Linked DNA regions of Arabidopsis thaliana: region 2 is linked to region 1. Evidence: chromatin contacts called from public ChIA-PET data. All regions are on one chromosome and are shown on one strand. Each heading gives the region's core, a stretch centred on a gene start, on an enhancer-like site or on the middle of the called end of the contact. The rest is flanking DNA. Distances are from core to core; before and after follow the strand shown. Region 1 holds the start of RGA1 (GRAS family transcription factor family protein). Region 2 holds the start of NUDT17 (nudix hydrolase homolog 17).

Region 1 (6,399 bases), core at 3,197-5,696:
TGAGGAAAAAGGTCATATCATAAGATGAAAAATTGAAAAGCAAATAAATATTAATAAATGAAACTGTTCGTCCGAAAAAGTAATAAAATAATTAATATTGGACCTCTCGAATATGGATAATTCAGAATTAGGTCAAATATTACATTCATTTAACTGGTCCTTGACATACACGAATAAAAACTTTTTTAGCTATCTTTAAAATAAACCTCTACAAATTTTTATTATTCTTATTTGAATTCACACATTTTATAAGTTACTGAGATTTATTTATACGTAAAATTAATCCATTTTTTTTTGGTGATATTACTCAATTTCACATGTTATATAGCTGCTATAAAATGTAACCCGTATGTCTTACAAAGTTATAATTAAAAGATATAAATAGAAAGGTGAGTAGTATATTTAAAAACCCAAAAAAAAGAAAGTGGCATTATTTAATCTGGTCCGCCTACTGTCCCAAATAAATTTCTGACGTTACACACAAATCAATGGATCGTTTTCAAATATTTTCTTATGCAAAAAATGATCATATGGTGTAAGTAAATTAGAGATTAGAATGGTGATGCGATCTTGACAGGGTTGTTATATCGGGTTTAAAGATTTGTTTTGTTTTTAAAAAACTTCTTTATTTCCTATCAAAGTTATTACACAAATAATATTAAATGAAAATTCGATTCACACTATTATAAAAATGTAGAAAATCGAATCTTGCAGAGAAATAATTGCAGAAATTCTGAAATTCAATGTTTCTATGTTTCTATATGGAGATGAAATTATAAATTTATAATAGTATACTCTGTGATGAAATATTTGAAAGGACAATGATCGATTAAAATATGGACCCTATGATATAAAAAACTTGAAACTCGATATGAAAGAAATATTTGTTTAAAATCAAGCGTGGGTCAATGGAGAATTTGAACATACACATGCAAGTTGGCAACTTGGTGGTTAAAAAGCATTTCATGCATGTGGGACCTTTCTTTTGTATCTAATTAAAATCGCATTTTTATAAGATAAGATTAATAATTCTACATCAGTGATTAAAAAATGTGGATTATTATTCATTATTAATCAAGATTAGTGGAAGCTCCTTTGGTCCAATAATTGACGAAGGGTTCATTAATGTTTCTATACCAAAAAGTAGAGGTTTGAATTTCAATTACTGCGATATATTAGCAAATTTGCAGATTAATGGAGGTAAGTATGCAAGAGATCTACAACAAAATACAATTCTAACCATTCGTTAAGATTTTACACAGAGAAGATATTGAAAGTGTCCATCAATCACATGAAGAAGAAGAATAATGTGTGGTCTATCGTGAATCTAATAAAGATTAGAAAAAATTGTTCGTAGTAAAATCGTCTATGTAACAATTTTCATAATTTATAATAAATAATAAATGTATATGGCAAAAAAAAACTGAGATTATTGATTTAAATTTTTGATAGGTCGGTTCAATACTTTTAAGACTGAGCTTCTACTAATTTCTGGAACCTTAATTATAATAATCCTCTAACTAAAAATAATTCGAGCTCATTTAAAATACTTAGGAGATTATCTTATTTCAAAAGTTGTTCCGGCGGTTTATAAAAATATCATGTACTAATTACACATAAACTATACATCTAGACCAGGTTATAGACTTTAATATATATCTCCTATGAGAGTCTACGAGACTACACGAGGGTTTGTTTAACATTAATAAGTTACATACGCCTGCAATTAGAAAATACTAAACATTTCTAAAGATTAAAACATCGGATCTAAAAGTTGATGTGTCGATCTAAATAAATATTTACTATATTCTTCACCACAATTCATAAACTTTGGCTTTTCGATATGATTACAGCCAATGAGAAATTAGTTAAAAATATGAGCCAAAATTGTTAAATCACACTCCACTAAAAAAAGTATCAAAACCTTTTTCATGAAATTATCGCTTAGTAGTTAGTACTCTTTGTAACAATAGTTATAACTCACTATCATCCCTTTCTCTTTCTCAACTTTACTTTATAAAATAAACCTCATTAACAAATTAGAAATATCTAAATTCACTAATTATTAGTTTATTACTGTTCATACTTAGTGAAGTCGATAAAAAAAAATTATTTTGCCAAGAAATTGAGATTAATAAAACTTGATATTAATTTTTTTTTAAATGAGATTAAAACATAGTTTTAGTTTAAAATTCATAAAGATAATTTATTAATAAATACAAACTCAGCCTATTAAAAATTGATCCCAAAAAGGCATAAATTAAAAATGACCTACCAAAACGATATATATAAGAATTTTAAACAAGTGAACGAAAATAAATAAAATAAACAAAAGGCAAAACGGTTCGATTCAGTTCGGTTTAGGTCTTGGTCCGAACATATGTCATCACCGGTCCACTGATCTCAATCTCAAATTCACTCGACTCGACTCCACCACCGTCGTATGCTTCGAGTCAAACTCAGTACGCCGCCGTCGAGAGTTTCCAAGCGGAGGTGGTAATGAGTGGACGAGTGTGCCAACCCAACATCAAACATCCATTACTCTCCTCCACACGATAACCTTGGCCACTATTAAACACAGACAAAAGCATACTCGCTTGCTTAAACGCGTTAGACCCAAGATGTGCCGGCGCTAAACCGGACGAACCAAACCGGTTTCCCCATTGACTCAACGTTTCGTGTCTCTCGACTCTGTCAGGACCTTCACAAGCCACCAGATTACAAATCTGTTTCCCTAAGTAAACTTCAGACATGACTTTGTCTTGACTATTCGGAACTCCTTCCAACGAATCAAACAGAGTCGAATAATAATGTAACGATTCAGTAAACCGGTCTAAGAAAACCGGTCCGTTATGGTTCGATTCTTGCTCAACCACCGTGAAAATCACCGGTTTAATCTGTTTCACAACGCCGAGAACTTTCTCTATCCCACCGGGACGACCTAAGAGCTTATGTAGCTCAAAAACAGAGTTCACCGCAACAGCTTCCGTATCGCTCGGTCTAAGCTCAAGCATCGAAGCATCGAGATCGGCTAAGCTGTTAGCAACGAATCCACGGTATTCGAATTCTACGTGAATCGCCTCCGCAAGCTGAGCTAATTTACAACCAACTTCATGAAGATGATCAGAATTATCCGGCGCCGGTGGACCAATTCCGGTTAACCGGAAAGTTGGAGGACCTCCTTCTCGAAGCGCAAGAGCTTGCATAAGTGCAGGCCATTGAAGACCTTGGTTCATCGAGAAATCAATGACGTGTACTCTCTTCTTACCTTCAAAAGCTTCGAGAATCGCTTGGTTCGCCGTGAAGTGAGCGAATTTAAGATAAGGACAAGTCTCGTAAAAGTGCATCTGAAGAGTATCGGAGAGACAATGATCGATCTGATTCTGCGGCGGAGAGAGACGGTAGATCCGCCGCGCTAAAGCTTCGGCGAAGTAAGTAGCCACTTTTCTCATAGCTCCGGCTTGAGACACAGCTAAGCATCCGATTTGCTTCACAAGAGCTTCCGCTAGAGTCAAATTGTTCTGCTGGATTGCTTCTGCACAAGCCATAAGCGCGTGGACTAAACGAACACCGTTCTCTTGCGAGTCAACCAGGATAACAGAACGAGTTGACTCACCCGCCGCCGTCGTTGTCGTGGTGGTTGTCGTCACCGTCGTTCCTATGACTCCACCAATCTGCGTACCCGTCGAAGTCGATGTAACCATAGAATCAGGACTCGAGCATGATTTCAAACGCTTGTTCTGATTATTCGACGAAGACGAAGAATCAATCGCCGGAAACTGATAAATCGCGTTTCCGGGAATGACTTTAAGGTCATAATCCGAAGCCGGAAAACCACAAATCTCCGGCGAAGGAAGAACCGGATCTAAACCGTTAGAACTCGCCGGAAGAGGAGGAGGATTAAGCTCAGAGAGCATATTATCAAGCCAAGAATAAAGCTCCGACGGATTATAATGAACAGTATCCGTCGCGAGATGAGATAAACCATCTTCTTGAACATTACTCATCATCGTCTCTAATTGTTCGAGTTTCAAAGCAACCTCCGCCATCTCCGATGACCTAACTTTGTAACCTAAAACAGCGAGAAGCTCGTCGTCCATGTTACCTCCACCGTCTTCTTCTTTTTTCACCATCATCATCTTATCTTTAGAGATTGATGATGATGAAGAAGAAGTCCCGTGGTTGGACAATCGACCTTGGAATTGGTGATGATCTCTCTTCATTTTTCAGCTATGAGTTTCGATTAGATTAGGTCTGATCTTGGATCTAGGGTTTTGCCTTTTTTTTAGTTTGTGTGTGTTTGGGGATGATGAAGGAAGAAGAAGAAGGAACATGTGACTTCTCTATGTGAAGAATCTTAAGAGCAAATGGGTTTGGGATTGGATTGCTTTTGTTTTTCACTGCTACTACCACTTCAATCATCATTCATACCAGAACTAATAATAATAATTTCTCAAAATAATAATAAAAAAATTTCTCAAAAAATATTTATTTTATTTACCAGAAAATATAAATTTATTAAAATAAAAAGATATTTATTCTGGATGAAAATTAAAAAAAGAAAAGAAAAAGAATGGTGGTGATGGGGCTCGACGACCAATGAATAATGTACCAGAAAGAGTAACATACATACACATCTAAAGTGATAAGGCTGTGAAATTACAACACACATTACTAATTTTATTTTTATTTTCATATACGTAAAAAAAAATAAAGTGTGTAAAAACATTTAGAATTTCTGTATATTTGAAGTGATATTTACATTCATTGTGATGTGTATTTTTTTGTTTTGATTTACAAGATCTGATGGAGTAATATAAAAAATTGTGGATCTACTGAATAGATATATTATGAGTTTGTTTTTTTAACTATATAATAATTTTAGTTTAATTGATGAAGAAAGTAATTACAAGTCTAAGAGAATCATTAAACTTTTGTCAAATCTATAAAATAGGAGATTTAGGGCTTTTTAGTTGATTCTTTTGATGGAAGAACTGAAGATGCTCTTTTTCAGAGGATAATTAAATTCAACTTAAAAAGCTGAACTCACTTCATGATAGCATGATACTGTTTTACTTCCCAGTTTCTTTATGGTAATAATAATTTAACCATATGTCTTGGATGTAAAAAAATAATGATATATAATCACATTTTGAATTGTAAGAGATTATTATTTTATTTTTTCCAACAAGTTGTTTGAAGCTCAGCCATCGAAAACATAAATCTAAAATTGCGTATGATCAGATAAAAGAATAGTAAATTTTGGTTTTAACAAAAGTACAGTACTAGTAATTTTACAGTAACTTTAAGTCCTACAGGTTCAGTTTATGTACAAAAAAAAATCTCTAAAAGGGATTCTATAATTGGGTATTGAAAAATCATCGGACCAATGTATTTTCAATTTTCGAGTTCTCTTTTATAGAAGTAACTTTCAAGTATTAAACGTTAATTAGGTCATATTTTTTCTTCTAATTTCCAAGATGCATATAATTTTAAAAGCTTTCATAATAATAATAAATATATATCGAGATTTCAGATGTTGTATCTTCGATCTTTTTAACTTGACAAAGTTAACTTAGGCTTATGCTAATCTACTGTTACTGTCAAAGTCTAAATAAAAAATATAACTAGCCACTTAAAACTTACGAAAACAACAAAAACTAAATAAAACACGAATGAAAACATTAAATTTAATGATATTTGATGACAATATTAAAGTTCCGACTATATAAAAAAATCATCAAGCAAACAAAACCTAATAGTGTAATATTACTAAGCATTCATAGCTCGAAATACAATTAATTAAAGGCAAAAAAAATGGTGTGACAAGAAAACCCGTTTTTAAGCATAACAGCCGGCGTCCGTCGACGTCAAATCATTCAAAGAGATTCCCGTTACATTGCTTAACGCCGTCATTAACGGCCTCTTTCTATCAACTGTATTAAAAAGAAAAGAATATATTCATTTGTATCCTTCAGGAAACTCAAACTGACAGCACGTGATGGATCCACGTGTTAATGGGTCCCACAATATAGCTTTCAATAACTATACGCGGTTGGAACTTTTGTGGTCTCTACTAAAATTCATGAGATTTGAACACGTGTCCTATTATTATTAGATCTAAAACGGTAGGGACCGAGTCTGCTTCCTTCATCTTGACGGCCGTTTTTACGGATCCGTTTTTTTTAATTTCATCTCTATCCATTTGTTACATGTTATATTGTCATGTTACGTCACTTTCTTTAACTATTTATCATTAAATTCACTTTTTTTTTTTTTTTTTTTTTGGGTTCATATTAATTTTGTTATTTCTTCCATGCAAAACCATGGTTTTGTTTCTGTACATAATATTTTTAAAAATGTTATATTTTAAGTCTTCTCCATTTTTTATAAACATAT
Region 2 (6,149 bases), core at 1,597-4,096, 41 kb after region 1:
TCAACTTTAATTTGAAGGTAGCATATGAATATTATAATTAATTGTATATTTCTCACTACGTACAAAATCTTTTTGTGATAGCCGAAATGTATTTTGGAATGGAGGCGACAGTAGAATCCATAAACGATAGTGGGCCAAGTCATAGAGGAAGAGGCCACGACAGCCCACCAGCGAATGGCATCGTTTAATCCTATGTAATTTAAAAACATTTCTCTGTTGATTCATTGTTTGGGAAATAAATAAGAAAACTTTATATGACTTTGATTCATGTGAATATGCCCAAATTTAAATAACAAGCCTCACCCAAATGGAGCTGATCACAGACTCACGACATGGCACAATCCAAATTTTATTCAAAACTCATCAATTTGATAAAATTAAAGCAAATATGTGAATGAATATTAAAAATGACTAGTAACGAAAAAGCTTTAACGAACAGAAACATAAATAATTCAATATACAAAATTTTAAAAATATTTATTAGAAAAATGTGATAAATTACTTCTTTACATATGTTATATTAGTAAAAAGAACAAATTAGCTGCTATTAAAATGAAAATAAAAATATAACTAATTTAATTCTTCAAATGAACTAATAAAACATAAGAATTAATCAAAACTCTTTGTCAACCACTAGACCAAAGAGGCTTCCAGAAATAGAGTTAAGTTTTTATTTATTTGGGCAAACCTATGTAGTTAAGTTTAAGTCATGGATTTTTCACATTTTCCCAAAATTAATGGGACTAAAATCAACACTACCAAATATTGTTTTTTTTTTATTACGACCTTAAGTTTTTTTTTTTAAGCAAACAATCTTGTTATGATAATAATAGTAATTAATACCATCTAACTACATGGCTAAGATGTTGGTTGGTGACAATGAATAGGTAGGTAGCTGGGAAAAAACAAGTTACTCAAAATGTGAACCAAAGATTTTCCAAAAGATAAAGCCAATTTTGATGATGATGACTCGTCATCAACATTATTTTATATTTTCATAATAAATTTTGAAAATGACATGTTTTTTTTTTCATATGATTAGAGTAACTTATTCTTGCTTTGTTTCTTGTAAATCAATCACATCACGCCACGTATCATCTACTTGCATAATTTAAGTATCTCTGAATCACAAAAGCATCATGATGAAATCAAATGTCTCCATTGCAAATTCAAAGAGAGAGGAAAAATAAACAGAGGGAAACACAATTATACAGGTTTTGCTTGCACTCTAAGTTTATCATCTTCCCTCTTAATCATATCTTAAGAAGTTCTTGCAGAAACATTATAAACACAAACACAAGACTTCTTAAATCACATGATGTTAATCTTTCTGATCCAAAACTTAAAACTCTACCATCTTTTTCTTTGTCCATGCTCTCTGCATCGGCTTTTCGAAATAGATTTTTTTAGCCGTCTCAATAACTAATTGAGACCCATCTATTTAATACCTACAGAGATCCATATTAGCTCATAAAAACTCCCATCAACAATCAGCAATTTAGCAATCATCAGCTTCATCATCAACACATTGTTTCAATAGAGATTGACATAGTCTTCTCTTCCTTTGGTTGATTCATTGGTGATGAAAGTCTCTCAACCAAAACATCTAATGCTTCTTTCATCCACCAATCTCTACAAGCTTCTCTTGCTTCGGTTACATTCATCTGTTGTCCCCAATAAATTCATATCAATCAGTAAAACACTAGATATGTTACAAAATATCTAAAGAAAACATAGTTTTATTTAGCTACTGACCCAGATTCTTTGCCTAACATGTTGTTCAGGCCAAAGCTCAAGTTGTTCTGTAACAAGCATAGGGAACATTAGTCCTTCATAGTATGTTCCTCTGCTTTTGCTTAAAAAATCCCATTTTCCAAGTTGGTGCTGAAATAATCAAAACCAAACAAAATTAAGAACAAAACAATACAACAAATATCAAACAAAACATAACAACAAAAAGATTTTAACTTTAAAATACCTCAACGTTGCCAAGAACTCCAGCTTCTTCAAGACATTCTCTTGATGCAGCTTCTTCTACAGATTCATCAAGCTCCCAACCACCCTGAAATTTATTTGTAAAAAATCACAATCAATATCTATGAAATTTCAAATCTAGCTCATCAAACTTTAATATTTATAAGAAGATGATTATAATACCTTGGGGAACATTAAGGCGTGGCCTTTTTGGGAAGAGATAACAAGAACTTCTACTTCATCACTTATTTTACCATCATTAGATAGCTTGAATCTGTAAGGAACACATCTGCAAAATTTCCCCAAAAATTTACCATTTTAGAAACTCAACTTTTTTGGGTAAAATATGTGAGATCAGATCTATATGTATGTATATGAAGAAGAACGTACCCAACGACTTGACGACGACCTTTGTTGTATCTCTGAAACTGACGACCCGTACGAGAAGCTAAACACACCATTTTCTCAACACCCATTTTTTTTAGCAAGATTTCAAAGAACCCTAATGTTTCTTAGATAAAGAAGGAAGAGAAGAGAAGGGTCTGATGTATAAAAGCAAAGATGAGCGTAACAACTAAAACGGATCAAGAATCTGTCGAAACTAAGAAGAACCCACGAATCTCTATGGTCGGTTAAAAGATCCAAAGTTTAGTTTTTGTTTCTGCGTAAGTGTTTATGATTCGATTCGTTACGCCTGAAAAAAAAGATTTGAGAAGGAGAAGAAGAAGGAGATGAGACAAAAAGCGTTGTATCAACCTCCAATAGCTTATCTTCTTTTTATAATAAAACGGCCGCTCTTTTTTTTTGTTTGAAAAAAAAACAATTATGAATGTTTCTTTCTTTTCTTGGAATTTTCATCATTGGTCGAGAAGCTAAAGCTAATGTTGGGGTTTTTTAAAAGAAAAATGTATGTTAATTTTAAGTACCAATAAGCATAGCTACAAGTCTAAATTTATCTCATTTCGTAAATATAAATTATAAATTTATCCCTTCTCTATCATATCCATTTTTAGTTAATTTATGTTAAATATTGTAGACATATGTTTATCAAATTATCAATGATCTCATCTCATAACCTTTATTACATCTTTAACAAAAAAAAAAAACCTTTATTACATCATTATTCATTAAAATATCAATTTTGTTTCACAAATAATAATTTCAGCACACGGATCTGATTTTATACTTTAGTGTTTTATATACTCGGAAATTTAGTTTAAAGTTTATGTCTATCCCTTAATAAATCCAAATATGATGATGATTTGATCATGCTTAATTGCTTATTTCCATCATATATATTTTATAATTCATATGGGAAATAATTCGATTAGTTTGTAAATTTCGGGTGTAGACCCAAATAACAAGTGTTAGATATTAAATAATGAGGACAAACCAACAAAATTTTGGATTATAATTAAAAAACACTTCGTATTGCAAGTGTGGAGCAATTTTTCTGTGTATCATTTAACTTAACGACATATTTGCGTGCATCAGTACACTTTTAACACTATATGATACTCTATAGAATAATGCTACAAGTTGAGGTATTTAGTAAACAAATTGAGCTATGGTCATTTATTACTTATTAGTCAATAGTATTTTTTTTTGTTTCATTAGCTCTTACTGCAAAATTTACGTGGTAGTGCAGATTAATAATAGTAGCATGGGTTTCAACATTAAACGCCCGATGATACAACTTTGTAAATATATATTGGTAGGTCAACAAAATTAAGAAGTAGTAAGAGAATCAATTTAAGGCATAAAGGCCAATAATTCAACGTAATTAATAATTGGACGTTGTCTCTGTCAAAGTGTTTAAGGGGTTTCTCTGTCGTTTCGTGGTCTCTCGATTTGTAGGGTTTAATTGGTTAATAACTAGAGACATTTAGCCATTAGGTTAATAATTAAACACGTAAAATTTAGTATAAAATTAGAAACGTAGTAAAACAACAACAAAAGTAGTCTCTATCCTTACGCGGCACATTTATGTTGACTTTGGAAGAGACATGGTCACGTGAGTCGACGCCTCCTAACCTATGTCCTAGATCGATCAAGTGCGTGTTTGAATCGCGGTTAGTGAACGCGTCTGCGTTTGATGTATGTTCGATGTATCTACGTTTTTTTCTTACCTGAGAGTGATGCAGTCGTTGCATATATTACAAGTAATCCGATCGTTTTATTCAATATAAAACTCCTAATGTATAAGGCGTGGTTTGGACCGGTTTTTAATCCAAGAAGATTCATATTTTTGCTCCCTATTATATACCAACCTCATGGGTCGAATTTGATTATATTAGGTTCTTGTTTGACTACGATATATATAGCCCCATGCATCATGCATGGAACATACAATACGACACAAAAATAGGACCTACCGATGCCTTTAGTTCACTTAAACTAAAACCTAATGTGGTTACTTCAAATTGATAAACAATTTAATGTTCTCATTACTTCTATTCCTTGTTCAAAAAATCGCTAGGTGCTACTCGGGTGGTGAGAGTGGACATAGCGTCTAGCAGGAAAATAGGAGATTATAGGGGGATTAATCGTGGATTAGTTTTAGGGTTGTTTAATATTTTTAAAACATATTAATCCATTATAATTAAGAAATTTATATAATATTATTTTTAAAATAATATTAGACATATGAAAATAAGGTTTTAGGTTCAAATTTATAATTTTTCATATAAATTACGAATATAAGTTGGATATTTTAATATAAAACTTATATATATATATATATATATATATATATATATATATTAAGCGGGTCTAGCGGATCTATACGGACAAAAATCGGATAAACGATTAATCTTTCTGATTTGGACAAAATCGCTGCGGACTCTATCCGATTTTTTGAACAAAGCTTCTATTTAGTTGATAATTTTGTAAGTCTAATTGTCAAATCAGATCGTAGAAAAATACGAAAACAAACAATCTTCATGGTTGAGTAGGTATAATAACATAGACATATAAACTAAATGCACCATAAAGGTTCAATGAATTTCTAGATAAAACTATTATTGTAAGTTAGACTAATCGGGTGCATAAGAAAGAAGAAGTTAGAATTATCGAATATGAAACCTTCCTGCAAATGTGTCGATATGAATTGTTTTAATGGTTCAACCATCATAATTACATTTTAGCCACCGATTTAGAATCTTTCCTCTTTAGTCACCCAAAAAGGATTTTCTTTCATCACGACACATGAAACTTAACGCATAATAATGACCTATATTACGCATCATGGTTCTTCTGTGTTCTAATAATAACTAAAAATATATAATTCAAAATTGTCAAAGTTTCAATTAATCATATTCATTAAGCTTATTAATCGTCTATATAACAATTTTTAACGATATAATATTATATTGGTTTGCTATATATATAGATAAGTTTGAGGAATAATTTATTCTTTTTCACAATATCAGGCTAAATATAAGACAAACGACGCACATCAAATCATTAAATTATGTTACTACAAATGGCAAGTAGATTAGAAGAGCCCCACTTGGTGATGGATAACTAAAAGTGTAATACTATTCAAAACTTTATAGCTATGCGAAAATTCTAATATGCCAATCCAAAACACACGCCGAAATATTTTGTTACCGGTTAAATTGTGTGTCTACAAAATACGAAAAACATAATCAAATTCGAAGCTACTTCTCTGGATAAACTATGACAACCATAAATGGAATATAATTGGTCAGAGATAGAGATACCGCCGCACAATATGTTTCTCTCAGCCACAAAGACATTAAGACACTCGCTTACAAATTTACATGGACAGAAAATAGTCTTAATAATCATTAATCAATGATCATTTGATGTCTTTTTTTTATAAAGATTAATATCATTCTCATTTTTTGCTTGCCCTAATATATATGGATTCCATGCGACTTTATTACAAACACATTTGTTTGTTGGAATATTTAGCAAAATATAATTGAATTCTTATTTTTGGCTGAAATTATGGATATGAGAATAATTTCCTAAAAATTAGGAAATAGACACGACCACGAGGGTATCATGGGATTATAGATCGACAATATGGCATTATAATTAATTTATTTTTATTTTCGATTTAAAAAAAAACATATTTCTGAATAATCTAAGTTTTCGCACCGAACTTAAAGATGCAAGTTCAATTTGTTATGCAATAATTAACTAAA

What was found. ChIA-PET counts read pairs in DNA pulled down with a chosen protein or histone mark.
Region 2: a contact with region 1 is called in an H3K4me3 ChIA-PET map of shoot, with 10 read pairs. The contact joins the promoter of NUDT17 here to the promoter of RGA1 in region 1. A contact is called at or near these places in 6 of 26 Hi-C or Micro-C datasets (leaf, root, seed embryo and 2 more) and 1 of 2 datasets of contacts at active chromatin or transcription factors (shoot).

The regions. Positions count from the first base shown.
Region 1 is chr2:253,122-259,520 of TAIR10.1, forward strand. RGA1 (GRAS family transcription factor family protein) reads right to left here and starts at 4,447. Exons shown (of 1, transcript NM_126218.3): 1 at 2,126-4,447. The coding sequence starts at 4,223. The coding sequence ends at 2,460. It overlaps AT2G04015 (a long non-coding RNA gene), which reads left to right and starts at 5,877. Exons shown (of 1, transcript NR_139982.1): 1 at 5,877-6,204.
Region 2 is chr2:295,369-301,517 of TAIR10.1, forward strand. It overlaps NUDT17 (nudix hydrolase homolog 17), which reads right to left and starts at 2,847. Exons shown (of 5, transcript NM_126228.5): 1 at 2,365-2,847; 2 at 2,158-2,263; 3 at 1,979-2,062; 4 at 1,756-1,884; 5 at 997-1,664. The coding sequence starts at 2,450. The coding sequence ends at 1,521. AT2G01667 reads left to right here and starts at 87. Exons shown (of 1, transcript NM_001124777.1): 1 at 87-188. The coding sequence starts at 87. The coding sequence ends at 188.